Linked DNA regions of Mus musculus: regions 2, 3, 4 and 5 are each linked to region 1. A link is a contact called in public HiChIP or PLAC-seq and promoter capture Hi-C data. All regions are on one chromosome and are shown on one strand. Each heading gives the region's core, a stretch centred on a gene start, on an enhancer-like site or on the middle of the called end of the contact. The rest is flanking DNA. Distances are from core to core; before and after follow the strand shown.

The links. Promoter capture Hi-C pulls out the DNA fragments that hold promoters and counts their contacts. HiChIP or PLAC-seq counts read pairs in DNA pulled down with a chosen protein or histone mark. Capture Hi-C pulls out chosen DNA fragments and counts their contacts.
Region 2: a contact with region 1 is called in a promoter capture Hi-C map of adipose tissue, with 3 times the contacts expected there. The contact joins the promoter of Cox10 here to the promoter of Zkscan6 in region 1. A contact is called at or near these places in 1 of 484 Hi-C or Micro-C datasets (granulosa cells) and 1 of 9 other capture datasets (adipose tissue).
Region 3: a contact with region 1 is called in a promoter capture Hi-C map of embryonic stem cells, with 7 times the contacts expected there. The contact joins the promoter of Myh3 here to the promoter of Zkscan6 in region 1. A contact is called at or near these places in 15 of 39 promoter capture datasets (the C10 cell line, the HPC-7 cell line, cranial neural crest and 9 more), 8 of 484 Hi-C or Micro-C datasets (cardiomyocytes, cerebellum, cerebral cortex and 2 more), 12 of 115 datasets of contacts at active chromatin or transcription factors (the 230-238 cell line, acute myeloid leukemia, astrocytes and 6 more) and 1 of 9 other capture datasets (embryonic stem cells).
Region 4: a promoter capture Hi-C map of embryonic stem cells shows a contact between it and region 1, with 8 times the contacts expected there. The contact joins the promoter of Tmem220 here to the promoter of Zkscan6 in region 1. A contact is called at or near these places in 3 of 39 promoter capture datasets (cranial neural crest, embryonic stem cells and hippocampal neurons), 1 of 15 datasets of contacts at CTCF or cohesin (large pre-B cells), 8 of 484 Hi-C or Micro-C datasets (the N1E-115 cell line, embryonic limb bud and embryonic stem cells), 26 of 115 datasets of contacts at active chromatin or transcription factors (the NIH/3T3 cell line, acute myeloid leukemia, astrocytes and 16 more) and 4 of 9 other capture datasets (adipose tissue, embryonic stem cells, liver and 1 more).
Region 5: an H3K27ac HiChIP or PLAC-seq map of embryonic stem cells shows a contact between it and region 1, with 16 times the contacts expected there. The contact joins the promoter of Pirt here to the promoter of Zkscan6 in region 1. A contact is called at or near these places in 10 of 39 promoter capture datasets (cranial neural crest, embryonic stem cells, frontonasal cranial neural crest and 6 more), 11 of 484 Hi-C or Micro-C datasets (embryonic fibroblasts, embryonic stem cells, ganglionic eminence and 5 more), 18 of 115 datasets of contacts at active chromatin or transcription factors (cardiomyocytes, differentiating embryonic stem cells, embryonic forebrain and 9 more) and 1 of 9 other capture datasets (embryonic stem cells).

Annotation. Positions count from the first base shown.
Region 1 is chr11:65,805,684-65,808,524 of GRCm38.p6, reverse strand. It overlaps Zkscan6 (zinc finger with KRAB and SCAN domains 6), which reads right to left and starts at 1,350. Exons shown (of 7, transcript NM_001302374.1): 1 at 1,264-1,350.
Region 2 is chr11:64,078,048-64,080,888 of GRCm38.p6, reverse strand. It overlaps Cox10 (heme A:farnesyltransferase cytochrome c oxidase assembly factor 10), which reads left to right and starts at 1,417. Exons shown (of 7, transcript NM_178379.3): 1 at 1,417-1,553. The coding sequence starts at 1,511. 2810001G20Rik (RIKEN cDNA 2810001G20 gene) reads right to left here and starts at 1,405. Exons shown (of 2, transcript NR_033780.1): 1 at 1,112-1,405.
Region 3 is chr11:67,076,923-67,079,763 of GRCm38.p6, reverse strand. Myh3 (myosin, heavy polypeptide 3, skeletal muscle, embryonic) reads right to left here and starts at 1,464. Exons shown (of 41, transcript NM_001099635.1): 1 at 1,440-1,464; 2 at 615-625.
Region 4 is chr11:67,023,712-67,026,552 of GRCm38.p6, reverse strand. Tmem220 (transmembrane protein 220) reads right to left here and starts at 1,399. Exons shown (of 6, transcript NM_001291042.1): 1 at 1,282-1,399; 2 at 615-644. The coding sequence starts at 1,374.
Region 5 is chr11:66,910,604-66,913,444 of GRCm38.p6, reverse strand. It overlaps Pirt (phosphoinositide-interacting regulator of transient receptor potential channels), which reads right to left and starts at 1,454. Exons shown (of 2, transcript NM_178656.3): 1 at 1,303-1,454. The region is part of intron 3 of Gm12298 (predicted gene 12298); the gene reads left to right.

The DNA of each region.
Region 1 (2,841 bases), core at 101-2,600:
AAACACAGATATTCAAATTATAATCTGTAACAATAGCAAAATTACAGTTATGAAGTAGCAACAAAAAATATTTTATGGTTGGGAGTCACCACCATGAAAAGAACTGCATTAAAGAGTCTCAGCATTAGGAAGGTTGAGAATCACTGGCTTAGGAGGACAACTTTCAAAGAAGGCTCTGTTTTTAGAAATGAAATACACAAAACCCCTTCACTAACTAAATGATTTCCTGAGTTTTACAAAAATAATAAAATTTCAGTCAGTAAAATTTCTACCTGTCAGATTGATCAGAATTAGTTCCTAACACAAATCTGGAGACTATTCAAGAAGCGCTATTCTGGGAAACTAAATCTTACACATTTAAATTGTATATTAATACTACTACTTCATGCAGTAGAGGCCAACTGGTGGCTACCACCCAGGCATCTGTGACAAGGCGTCCATTTACTCAAAATTAAATTACCTTATAGAGAGACGTATGGATTTGTGTCCGGATGAGACTCTACCTCTCACTCCTCACAGAAGAAACTCGTGATTTATCAGTTATATTTGTATTACCGACGCTTTAAGAAATCGAAGTGAAATGCAATTTTTCTATGCACACGTAGGTTGCACACAGGGTTGCACATGTAGGTGGCCCTTTGTTTATCAGACCACTGTAGGCTTTGCTTGTGCCATTGATGACCCTCCTGACAGCCCTGTAAAGTAAGTATTAAAAGTGGGCTGGAGAGATGGCTCAAATCCCAGCAACCACATGGTGGCTCACAACCATCCGTAATGAGACTTGACCCCCTCTTCTAGGGTGTCTGAAGACAGCTACAGTGTACTTACATATAATAATAAATAAATCTTTAAAACAAAAACAAAAACAAAAAACAAAGTTAACAGCTCTGGATCCTCCAGGGCTTCCAAGCAGCAACGTTTCAAGCCCAGGAAGAGCTAGGGCAGCCTTCTGGGGGTTTGCAAGGGGTAGCTGGGGTTATCACTGAGGGCCAGTAACTAGCGGTTAGCCACCTGGCAGTGTCCAACCGGAGTCCGGACAGACCCGATCCCTCTCCTGGGACGAGCAACCCGGAAGAGTCCACTTTCCGTTCCGCCCCGAGTCCCCTCCCCCGCACGCGCCTGCCGTCCGCGAGCGCGACAGGCACGGGGCTGAGACCGCTGTCCCCGCCCCAGCTCGCTCCTGACAGTGCGCGAGCTGAAGCGACTTCAGGTTTGACCCCAGGACTCGGCTAGCCCTCCGATCCGCCCAAACTACGCGCTTACCTCGGCCCTAACCACCCTCACCGAGGCACTTCCGGAAGCTGGACGGCTGCGCGCATCCGCGGCCCTGGCGACGCGCGGCGCCGGGGCGGAGCGAGGGGCGGGGCGGGGCGGGGCGAGTGAGGGACTACCTGAGACCGGCTTTCCTATTGGCTCCCCAAGAAGTGTCCCAGTTCACGACCCGAGTCTGACCCCTCCCCTCGCAGGGAGCAGGGAGCTCCGGGTTCCCACCAGCATTCATTCCTCGAGATCGGGTTTTCTAACCCAGGCTGAGCCTACAGCCTTTTCGCCCATTTTCAGACCGTCCTGCGCTGGGCCACAGCAGTCACCTCTTATCACTAAGCCCAGTTGACAGAAGCCTCCTGTCCAAATCCAGGTATTCAGTCATGAGTAGCTGACAGACAGGACAGCTTTGGAATAGAGATGCGTCCTCCCCCTAGACCATGGTTAGAAGGGTGGACATCTCCGAAGAAACACGGCAGGGGCGAGGGGAGCATGGTATGTGCACACGCCTGAAAAACTGATCAGTAGGAAAGGAACTCAGCGAGTACTCAAAGTAAGTCCTTGGCGCCGAAAGGCTCGCAGTTCCTTAGAAAACCTTTCACAATCCCGGTTAAAGCAATCGGTGAGTCAGACAGACGTCAAGAGACAAACGTAGTTGACAGGTTACGAGTCTGGCAGAGGCGGAAGTGTCTATCACAGGAGAGCTTGGCTGATTGAGCAGAGACATTTAGCTAGAGACTCGCCTCGTGGGTTATTTTCAATTCTGAGGAACTTCACTTCCAAGATCAGGTGGTTTGGTCGGGACCCTAATAAGGTTCCTGTAAAGCGTGTTGGGCTTTAGTTGAACAACATTCAAGGGAGAGCAGAGTAACTCAAACCCTGGAGTTGTGCAATGAGCCTCTGAGAATCTGACTGAAGCTGAGGCTTTTCCCACGGGAAATATGGAGACATGGCTATACACACATTTCCTTCTGAAATTCAGGGAGAGAATAGAGGCAATCTTGGAATCCACAAAATTCAAGCTGACAGTTCTAGTTAGAACTGTCCCTTTAGCTACTTTTTAAAAATTAAGCTGGCAATTGAGGAGAAGCATGACACTCTTTGAACAGACGGAACAAGCAAAACACATTTTAAAAATAGGAAGACATCTAACTTAGCGGAGGAGATAATAGAAAAGTGCCATCTATTTTCATTTACTTCATAAATATTTACCAGCTGCCTTGTCGGAGCCGGATACTATTCCATTCGATAAGGATATAGCAGTGAACTACACATGCAATGCTCTGGCCCTTAAAATACTATTTTGTGAAGAAAGCTGAGCAATAGGTAAATAAATGCACAGGTAATAAGCATGCTGGGTCATGAAAAGTAGGAAAAAATTAATGAGGTAAGACAGGTGGTATTAGAGTTGTATTACAGTTTATGTACCATGAGGGAGGACGAACAGATAAAACAACCTTGAATTGAGACTAGAAGTTAAGGAGCAAACCTAGTGTACAGGGCAAGTTTTCCAGGCTGAGGAAATAACAAACATCTAAGCCTGGAGACAATAAGAAAAAAAAGTAAAGAGCTCTGAGC
Region 2 (2,841 bases), core at 168-2,667, 1.7 Mb after region 1:
GAGTTATATCCACTTTGGGATATTATGAGTGAATGAATGCTGTCATTTGTCTTGGGAATATACCTGGGAAAGGCACAGCTGGGTCAGGAGGTAGCGCTGTGTTTAACTTATTGAGGAACACCTAAACTGCTTTTCCAAAGTGGCTACAATATTTTATATTCCTATAAACAATGTATCAGGATTCCTACTTCTTCACTAACTTGTTAACTCCTGCTATTGATTAATTTTGTTTATAGCCATCTTATAGGTGTACAGTCCTATCACTTTTTGGTTTTATAACACAAATTTTAAGAGACAACTATAAAGAGATAGGAAGTACAGTAGACTGCTATACAATCTACAGTTTGAATCACGCAATCTCTCTAGCCCTCAGGTTCCATACCATGTAACCATTGAGTTAGGTATCTGAGATCTAGTTTGTAAAGGGCTAACTTATTTATGATGATCAGAGTTCCAGGAACAGTGGGTCTAATTAACCAAGATAGCTGTAAAGCAGAAGGCCTCCCCTAAGCAGCACTCACTGTTGGTGTGATTAGATCCCAAATTGTGCTTTTCATTTGTTGATTTAAGGTTTGTACTTTGTAATATTTCACTTAACACAGCATTTCAAAGTGCTCGAAAAACAGTGGATTGAACAGTTGTTAACTTTTCAGTTATTCACCAGAAATCCATCCTCTTCTTCCTTAGTCTAAGATTAATTTGATGGGGACAACCATTATCCTAGGTCCACAGTGATGAACTGTGATGGGCCTCAGAAAATCCCATTCTCTGCTCTGTCTTCCTGGTAAACTGGAAAACTCTCACAGTTCCTTCTACTGAGCAGCAAGTTGGCTCTTCAAAGCCTTTCTTTAGCCTACTTCACAGAAATGCTAACCTCATTCCATAGCGCTTTCTACCTTATCCCTATCGGGATGACGCTCACCATGACCAGTTCTTGCTGCAGAGACACAGTGCGTGCTCTTACACAAACTCCTGTCTCAGTGGCCCCTGATCAGCACCTGAGGTGAACCACAGAGATCTCACCTCATCGCTGAAAGCAAACACAAACTGCCCTTGTAAGTCATGTTTTGCTCTTTTAATGAGTTTCTTTCTTCCTCGTTTTTTTACTTACCAAACTCCACGAGAAGCCAACAGCCTGCGCAAGATCAGCCTGGGTGACAACTGAGGAGGCATTCAATTCTTTCAAGCTCAGGGGACTGCCGGGCCGGGCCGGACTCCAGAGCCCTAACCCCGCCACGACTCGCCTTCCGCCCGCGGGCTCCGACGATCTGTCCCTCCCGGGCAGAGAGCTCACCTAGTCTACATCTGGAGCGTCTGAGGGGAAAGCGAAAGCTCTACCATCCGATCTTTATAAGCTCCGCTAGCCTAGCTTTCAGAGAGCGCTGGGAGCCGGAAGTGACAAGAGGAAGTCCCGCCTCACTCAGAGGGCGGGCTAGCAAGATGGCGGCGCCCAGGAGCCGGTGAGGTGAGAGGCGTCCTGGGGTCCTGGGGACTGCTGCACCAGTACGTTATGGCCGCGTCCCCGCACACCATTTCCTCGCGCCTCCTCACAGGTATTGTACCCGGTTGGGAATGATCGTGGACGAATTGTTTTCTTTTTTGCCATGTGCGGTACCGTGTTGCCGGCCGCCTGCAACCTTGGAAGCCCTTGGCTTGTCACTTGGCAGGGAGGTGACCTTTAGGGTCACCTGAAGGGACGAGGCCAAGTATTGTGGACCAGCTTTGCACCGTAGGCCAGGTGGTCCCTAAGGCTTGATATCCCGTGCTCTTTGGAGTTTCAGACAGTGCAAGATGGAGGGACAGGATAAACCATGGGGCTCCACAAGCCTGGCACATGAGAGCCGCGGTTCCTGGCCACCGCCTTTTAATGACAAGAAGCGCACCTCCCCCCCCCCCCCCCCCCCGTTAAGGAGCTGTCTTCCAGCTTAAAGTGTTACCTTAATCACCATGATAATGATAACTGCCAACTGAATCCCATTGAGCCAGCGCTGTACCATCAGTATGGCTCCTTCCATCAGAAGGACTTTTGACAGATGTGTGTTTATCACAAACTCTTGAAAAGCTCCTATATTTTACCTTTTCAGGGAGGCCAACCTTAGCACTCTAACTAAAATAGGAGTCTTTATCCTTCTTTTCTTATATCATATTAATTTATCATGAATAACACACGGTGTAATTGTTCACACCTGCAGTACAGATGTGCAACAATTTAGTGTGTTCCTCCCAGTAAGAGAAACACTTTGTGAAAGTAAAGATAGTCTGTCTCCCTGGTTCACCACTGTATCCCTCATGCCCAGAGCAATGCCTATGTGCATTGGTGATGCTCAGTCATTTGTGAATGAATGAGATTGTGCTGGTAGAAATTTTAAAGAGGAGGTTGGTTTTGTGACTAGTATCCATGGATGGTGGCAAAGTGATCTATAGTACAGACAAGATAGTGGAAGCCATTGTGTACCTTCTCACAGCCCAGAACCATCCTGTAGGCCTCCCTGTCACTTACACACTGCCCACTGTGTCTGGCTGACTGTGGTGATCACTGTGCTTCTGTAGAGCTCTTTTCTCCCGTGCGTTTGTATGATCCCAGTGCAGATCATTTGACTTTCTTTAATGAAACATTTACGCGTCTATAATAAGGTAACTGAGCTAGGTGATCTCAAAGGTACCTTCTGGCTCATAAACCAGGGCAGGAAGTGGAAGGGTGGGTAGAAGAGACAAAGTTGGGCAGTACTTGGTAATTGTCAAAGCTGTGCGTTGAGTGATAGAGCCTCCTTGGACACCTCTTTTCATATGACTGTCATTTTCTAAAATAAAAAGTTTATGGGGTTCTTCGTGTGTGTGTGT
Region 3 (2,841 bases), core at 215-2,714, 1.3 Mb before region 1:
ACAGAATCTATTTACTCCAAGCATCTCCATTCTTTCAGCCTGGTGAAGGGGCCTTTGAAATGCCACTTTTGACACTATGTCTTCCTTTTCTGAGAAGCACGGGTAGAGCAAACAGAACATTCAAAATTAAATACCATGAAAAAAAAAAAAGAAGTAAAGGCATTCCATGAAAAAAAAAAGGTAAAAGAATTCCTTAAAGAGAGAATACTAAGCAGAAAATGGCAGAGACAGCTTTGAACTGTTTTGAATCGACATGGTTTCTGCCTCCCATGCTAAGAATAGACTGAAGGCCAGGCATGGTGGTCTATGCCTTTAGTCCCAGAACTTCGGAGGCTGCGACAGGTGGATCTCTGTGAGTCTGAAGCCAGCCTGGTCTACCTAGAGAGTTCAATGCCATCTGGGGCTACACAGTGAGATCCTGTCTCAAAAAACAAAGGAACAACAAACCACCATAGAGAATAGATGGGAACCTCTAGCCGCACCCCTGAGGATGAAGCCTGCACTTCTCCGTTAAGCTCTGTAACTCCTCGGGGGCACAGGCATGAGGGGGCAATGGGTGATCTGGGTTTACCTGAAGACTTCCTGAAGCTCTGGGATGTGGCCCCAATGCTCACCTGAGTCACACCTGCAGGACAGCAGAGAGCAGCAGCAGTTGTGGACGTATGGGACCTGCAAGAGCATGCACACAGAGTTTAGTGGCCACCGTGATGTCTGCTTCTGTGACGAACCAGACCTTGGTGAGGCTCAACTAAGACACACAAAGGACTAGACAGTCAGAAAGATCCTTAGCTCTGAGGCAAGCCCTAGGACTGCAGACAGATCATAGTCTACAGCTAGGCATAACTACCAACTGCCTGGCAGGTTGGCTCCTCCAGCCCACTCTGACAATTTCTTCAGACTGCAAGATCCTTCATTGTGAACAGGGCAGGGATTCTAAATGGACTGAGTCCCTGCCAATAAAAGCTTCTGTTAGCGGGTGGGGACAGGCCTCCTGGTTATCTGAAAATGGAGACGATGCTGAGATTGGCTAATTTAAACCTGTTAAGCAAACATGTAGTCTTGAGGCCACTAAACACCCAGCAGGTATAGCGTCCAGGTAGGAAACACAGAGTCCCCTGTTCATTCTGTGGATCAGAGAGGCAACAGGAGAACATGGAGCCATGGTGGACAGGCCCATGCCTGTCCAACAGGATCCTTCCCAAGCAGAGAAAAGAAAGGGTGGGCAGGACCCCAGCTTCGATGATCTGCTAGAGGCAGTGGGATGCTGGGCTCTTGGGTCTCGCATCTCACTCTACTGTATTCCTTGAGAACGCCTTGAGAAGAGAAAAGAGGCTTGCCTGCTATAACAAAGCCAGGGAGGGCCACAGTCCAGGGCAGTGGCCGAATCAGGTCTAGAAGCAGTAAATGCCACAGAGATACTAGGAAAGTGTAAGACTTACCTCTGACTGTGACAGAGAGAAGCATAGAGGAGAGCTGCCCCCTGGGCTTTTATAGGCCACCACTAACCCCCTGGGCTCATTCTTCCTCTATATTTGGAAAGAGAATGACTGACACCACAGGCTGAGAACTGGCCCCCTCCACACGTATTTTTCGCCGTTGCCAAGGGAAAAGTATATATAGAAATGAGCAGGGTCCGAAACCATTTTTTCCAACTGTAGAAAGCTGGGAATTTGAGATGCCTTGCTCTGTGAACTCAGGGCTGTAGCTTCTCCACCTAGCACAATGGGATCTCCTTTGCTTTAGGAGCCCCTACCTGGCTCCATCCTGCAGGCCATCCCACCCTGAAATCAGCTGAAGCCACTACCACTTGGGAACAGGGGACACACAGTTGTGCTATTTGCTTAGAAAGCTCATCGAAGATAAAGTAGAATTGAACTTGTTGAAGTCCCCTCACGGTTATGAGCCAAACTCTGTAAAACTTGTGCAGTTGGATTATAGTTTTTTTTTTCTCCTTCTCCATCTCTCTCCTTCCCCTCATTACTTTCTGTCTCATTACTATAATTATTTACTTAATCCTTTCTTAAGCACTAGCAGGACCAACAAGCAAGTAAATGACAGGGAGCTATGCCACCAGCCCATGTTCACAGTGACAGCTGCTTAGGGGCCTGTGGTTATCAAGACATATTACCAATTAGGAAAGGCCAGCTGCCAGCCTAGATAGGGGGCGAGGGGAACGGTAGTGGCCTGAAGAGAAAGGGGGGATGGGTATCGCCTAACAGATGCTGTCATTTCTAAATCAGGACTGGAAAATTAAACCTTAACAAGAGAATTAAGGTACAGTTGACATTTTTGTCCATTTCCATTCCTCTCTTTCCTGGTCCAGTCTTTGTGGTGAGGGTCTGAGTTGTATGGGGTCATGGTTGTTCATTTAATAGAGAACTTCATGCCAATACATCCCATTTGAGAATATGGACTGTCCTCTTACAGCCTACCCATACACTGGTAAGGGAAGAAGGGAGAAAGCAGGACCAAAGTCTTCATAGGGACCATTATTTTTTTCGAGACAGGGTTTCTCTGTGTATCCCTGGCTGTCCTGGAACTCACTTTGTAGACCAGGCTGACCTCGAACTCAGAAATCTGCCTGCCTCTGCCTCCCAAGTACTGGGATTAAAGGCATGCACCACCACCGCCCGGCCATAGGGACCATTATTAAACATCCTCTGTATGTTCTTTCCTATTGAGGACTCTTCAAAAAGGCAGAGTGGAATCGGAAGATAGTCTTTCCCCAACATAAACCATTTTGTGGGCAATGAGTCATACAGCCTTCACACATTCCCTTCCAAGATTTAGGCAATTTCATAGCAGAGAGGCCACGCTGAGGCTCTCTGATGCCTGTGGTTA
Region 4 (2,841 bases), core at 150-2,649, 1.2 Mb before region 1:
ATGGAGCAAAATGCTGAGGAGGTCATCTAATTTGGGGAGAGGGGACTCTGGATAACAAGCAGTTTCAGGCCATGGTTCTACTGCACCAACATTCAAACCAGGCTAGAACTCAGCTCTGCATTCCTGGTGTTCTCACTCACTGCTCTCTATACAGTGAACACTGTCCCCAAACCCAAGAATGAGTTTCTCAGTGATACTGTGCAGTCTGCCTCCAAGACGGTCTATTGTTGTCTGAGAACAAAAGTCACAGATGGATATAACCGGCACACATCCTTGTTACGGCTGTCATAAAGGTTAGCATAATGTATGTCAAATGACTAGCATGTTGTAAGTCCTTAGCAAAGACAGGAGCTCTTACTGTCATGCCCGGTGTAGTCATGGGAAGTGGGAGTCGCTGGTATAAGCTCTCTCTGCAGAAAGACTTTCGTGTCTACAGAAAGTTCAGAATTCACATCTCCATCAGTTATATGATCAGAGTGATTTCCCCCTCCGATGCGAAAAATTAGGGACATGAGCTCACAGAGGTATTAATTTCTGGGTTTTAGACAAGAGTCCCAGGATCAGAGTGTAGTCGTGTCAAATGGAGGAACGTTTTGCAAGTAGCTCATACTCACCACCCACAACTCTGCATCTGGATCGTTTACCTAGAATGTCAAAACGTCAAGGTGTTAGCTCACATTAGATCCATGTATCCTCTGTCTGGTCTGGCCTTGTGTTTACTATTCATTGCGAAGAACTAGGCGCTACAATGGGCTCAGGGTACATAACACCATGAGCTAGTTTAGCAGTCTGCACATCCCGATGGCAGCAGGGACTCTCCTCTCGGTTGAACACAACAGGTAGATCTAACCACCCAGCCATGCATCTTTTGAAAATAACTGCTTGGGATTTCCTAAGAACTATTATAGTGTATATGAAAATCCTAGGTCCCAAGATACGAGGGCAGTCACCCTGAGGATGATCAGGAAGAGGTCTAGGAAGGGTAAGGATGCTGTCTATTCTATTTCCACTTTCCTCCCAGGCGCTAAAACCCATCTCACTGAGGCTGAAGATTCGAAAAGGTGTCAGAGCTGCGGTTCTGGGCCCCTTTCTAAGTGACCGGCTGCACAAACTTGCACGCGGGGCCGCTAGGTCAAGCTCTGAGTGCGTTGCCTAACTACACATATTCATCCATGTTCTTTCTGCTTGAAAGGACTCTGTGGGTCCCAATTCGGCTCCACCCTGAGAACTGGTCGCCCAGGCTTCGCGGTCCCTCTGCCAGCCCTCCTCAGCCCGCCTGACCTGCACCACAGCGGCCAGGGCGAAGAAAGCTGCCATGAGTGCGTTGCAGGCCCGCCACAAGCCGGGAGCCCAAGTAGCCACTGCTGGCGCCATGACCTGGAAGCCGGAGGAGCAGGACAGGCCCCAGAGGGGCGTGGCCAGAGGGCGAGGCTGGGCTAGCGGGGCGGTACCCAGGAGGGGCGGGGCGTAGTAGGTGGGGGAGGGACAAGGGGCAGGGCTCAGACAGCGGGAGCGGGGATACAAGGGCGAGGCGAGCCCTTCTTCCCTCCCCGCCCTCCTCAGGTCTAGAACGGTCTTGCGGCGCTCTCTAGTGGATAAAGTGTATCATTGGCATGTGCCTTTCTTTTCCCTTATTCTTTCTCTCATTAAAAAAGCAAATGAAGCCGGGCGTGGTGGCGCACGCCTTTAATCCCAGCACTCGGGAGGTAGAGGCAGGCCTGGTCTACAAAGTGAGTTCCAGGACAGCCAGGGCTACACAGAGAAACCCTGTCTCGAAAAAACAAAACAAAACAAACAAACAAACAAACAAACAAAGCAAATGAAAGAAACAAAACAAACACAACAGAACAAACCAGAAACGCAAATGAAGAAGAGAAAGGAAAAGAAAAAGGACGCGCTAGCGCGCGTGTTCTGGTTAGGTTTTGTTTTTGTTTTTGTTTTTCCGTTTTCTGTGAAAGGGTCCAGTGGCTGTCCTGGAACTCACTATATAAAACACACTAACTTCAAACTCACAGTCTGGTCTCATTTACACATTCATAGTCCTAAATAGTGCTGGAATTAGTATTTAAGTGCTTCTTTTTAAAGCTCCCGTGCTTCCAGAGGGAGGAAAACATTGCGACATTTCTGAAGTGAGTTCCAGAGGCAGCTCCCTTTACCTTCACGTGCTCTCATCATATAAGATATTTATTTATGTATTATACATATTTATATTTCTAACCCATCTGCAAAACCAACGTTTCCAACACTCATTTGCTATGCATTTCTTAGAAAGGGAAGACTTGGAAGTATTGGCAGCTCTCTGCTCACTTATTTCAGCCAGTTTCCTGTTGTGTAAGCTACGGAGTAGCTCTTCTTTGGGCTCATTTACACATGCATAGACCGAATCATTGTTATTCTAAATAGTCTTTGTCACCTCAAATCCTGCATTTTGGGTGCCTGACTGTTCTGCTTTCCTTTTAACTAAAAGAAGAAAAAGATCAACTTCTCAGAAGTGTTTTCCATTCAAGGGCAGCCTTTAGAGCAGCACTTCTCAACTTGTGGGTCGCGACCCCTTCGAGGGGGCCAAAGGACCCTTTCATAGAGTTCCCCTAAGACCACCAGAAAGCAGATTTGCATTATGATTTATAACAGTAGCAAGATTACAATTATGAATAGCAACAAAAATAATTTTATGGTTGAGGGCCACCTTTGTTGTGATCATAAAAAAAGAAAGAGCTATAAGAATATGTTCTGGCAGGGTGTGGGGAAGGAGATGTCTCCGTGGGTCCATGCCAAGGTATCCCTTCCCTCTGAGGGACCAGCCACACAACAGTATAGTATGGAATAGTTTATTTAGGGCGC
Region 5 (2,841 bases), core at 205-2,704, 1.1 Mb before region 1:
AGAGGCCCCACTGTGTGGCTGCGCTCAAGCCTAGAGTTATCTGACTCCTCTGTCCCTCCTCCCCAGACCCTTCCATCTAGAGAGCTCTGATAGGAACTGGGCTATTCTGGGAATTGCAAGGACCTGGTGACACTGAGGAGAGGCGAGGGCACTGGTGACCTCAGCAAGGGTCAGCTGGTAGGAAGTGCCAAAGGCAGGCCACAGGCTTTGCATAATCGACCTGCGGTGGTCTCCTTATCCAGAGCAGGACCCAGTATGGATAGAGAGTAGGTCTCTCTCTTTCCCGGAATTTCCCACTGTCAGGGCTCAGCCCCAGAGGCTAGATGCAACTCTCCAGGGTCTTTATCTCCTCTTGCTGTACTGCCTCACTTCCAGGACTTCATTTGGTGATGTCGACTCCTCTGATAAGGTGTGTGTGGCCCTGTGCCTGGTCTGATAAAGAAGAGAGAGTGTGGAATATGTTGCTGCTATCGTCACAGCCTCCATCTGTTCCAGGGCTCACAGCGCTCTCGGGAAGGGGACCTTTTTCTCTGAGCTCAGAGCTATCTGGAGGGAGCCACTCACCTTCCTCTTCGGGTCACACAACCAGTGCATGGGCCCTGTGGGGCTCCAGGCTGGAAAAAGAATCTCAAGGGATATGATGTGTTGTTACACTTGGCTTTACCTAGGGGCGGAGTCCCACCGCCCTCTGTCTGAGCAAGCCATGCCTTTGTCTGTGTTTTTGTGTACCTGTCTTGCTCCCTCCTTCCTGAAGTGAAGACTGCCCAAGCCAGGGTACTCCGCCTTGTTTCCCTGGCACTCAGCCAGGGCACCGGCCACACCTGCAGGAAGGAGGGGCAGACCCGCAGCTGCTGAGGTTGGATGGAGGATGCCCAGGGGACAGACAGTCTATGCCCACTACTCCGAGGTCTCCGGGTGTCCTAACACTTGACACGCTGCCGCTTCTGCGCCCGCTCATTCCTTCCCTTTAATGGCTTCCAAGGGAGAAAGGCTCAGAGCTCCACAGGCAGGGCAGCCCTCACTGCACATGGTGTCTTTCCCCAGGTGTACAGCAGGAGATACCCAGCTCAGCCCACTTCTGCCTGTCTCTCAGGGCAGCCCATCCAGCCTGCTTGAAGCTAACTAACTTCATTCCATCTCATCTTTAGTATTCACACTGCCTTCCAACTCTACTTCAGAGACTCAACGCACTCCAAAGCAAACTTCAAACCGTCCTTCTTTCCAGGGAGACATAGCAAAGGGCTGGGACTGGGGTGGCAGGGCAAGGTGGGTGAGGGTGGAGGGATCCTTTTTCTTACTTACCGTGCACAACGTCCCGGGGGAAGACTGGGGACCTGGGACTCAGTCGGCTCTCGCGTAGGGAGGAAGCTGGCAATGAGTTTCTGCTCAAGTCCTTCATCCCAGCTGGAGAAAGGCACCCTGGCCACATCAGTGTGCTGCGAATCCCAGCCACTGAGCAGGCTCCGGCTGGGATGAGCTCACCAGGATGTGGCCTAATGGGTTAACTCTTTGCAACCTGCTGGCGCAGGCACTCGAATGTGGCTTTCTCAGCTCTGCTCAGCCACTATTAGACAAATCTTGTGAAAAATTAATGAAGTTTTTCTGCAGTGTGCCTTTGAGTTTCAGTAGAAGTGTGTATTTGGCTGGTAGTGCCTGGGCAGAGAGGATCCTGACCTAGGTTCAGCAGGCTGTGGAGGTTCTGGGATGGGGGAGGTGTGAGGTGGTGATGGTGGGTTACATGTGATATGTGTGCCTGGCTCAGAAGCTGTGTTCGGGGCAGTATTATTGATAGTGAGATCTGGGCCTCTCTTCCTGCTTTGGATGTTGGAGAGCTCTGTGTTTGTTGAGTTAGGGAACACCTTTAGCTCCAAGATGCAAGGAGTATCTCTGGGAGCACCCCAGTAATCACACTCATGATGGCTACCCTTCATTACACAATGCCAGGAGCCAAGACATGTCCCTCGGGGATAGGTCTAAAGAATTTCCTTCTTGCTTCTCCCATCTAGCCCACTAGTTTTCTATTGATCTTTTTTGTGAGATGCCAGTTACAATCATGAAGATAAGCAAGCAAATCATGGCAAGAGGCAGAAGGACGTCCACTGTTGAGCCCGTCTGCCCGGGCGTGGGGGAAGCCAGTGTGAGCTGATGGGATGCCAGTTCTCAAGGTGTCGATGGATACCCTGCGGTCGGCAGTATTATTTAAGATTCTGGTGGCCAGACTAATTGGTTGTCTTTCTCCCAGCTATTCTGAGAAGATGGAAGCCATTACTGGTGGGGCAGGAGGGGGACTTTGATACCAGCAAGGATACACTGGGGGCTTCCTCTGTGGAGTGTAAAAAAAAGTCTTTCCCAAGAGTCATCAGGGAGGCCTAAAGCCAGTCAAGTTCAAAGCCATGGGCTCTTCCGTCTCAAGCCTTTTGATTTTCATGACTTGCAAAGATGAAGAGGGCTTGGCTATGTCATCAGTGTTTGGTGACATTGAAAGCTGAACCCTTCAGCTGAGGGAGTGAAAGAAGGGAGGCTAAGGGCTCCAGGGAGTTGACTTTGAAGGATTTAGTGGGTGCCACTTCTCTGACGTAGGTGCCTCTTATTCTGTGTTCAGATCAGCTTCTGAGACTGGAGTTATCAGGTGCCAAGGAGCCCTGGGATGAGTTGTTGTGCAATGCAGACAAGAACTTATTTTTCTTTAAATTCAGATTTCTATGTTTTCTTCTCCCTTTTCAGGATGTGGCTACATGGTGCAGAACTAACCATCACTAAGAGTTAATGCCTAATCTATTGTTTTTTCTGTGCTACTTATTATTCTAGGCATTTTTATTTATATAATAATTCACTATTTAC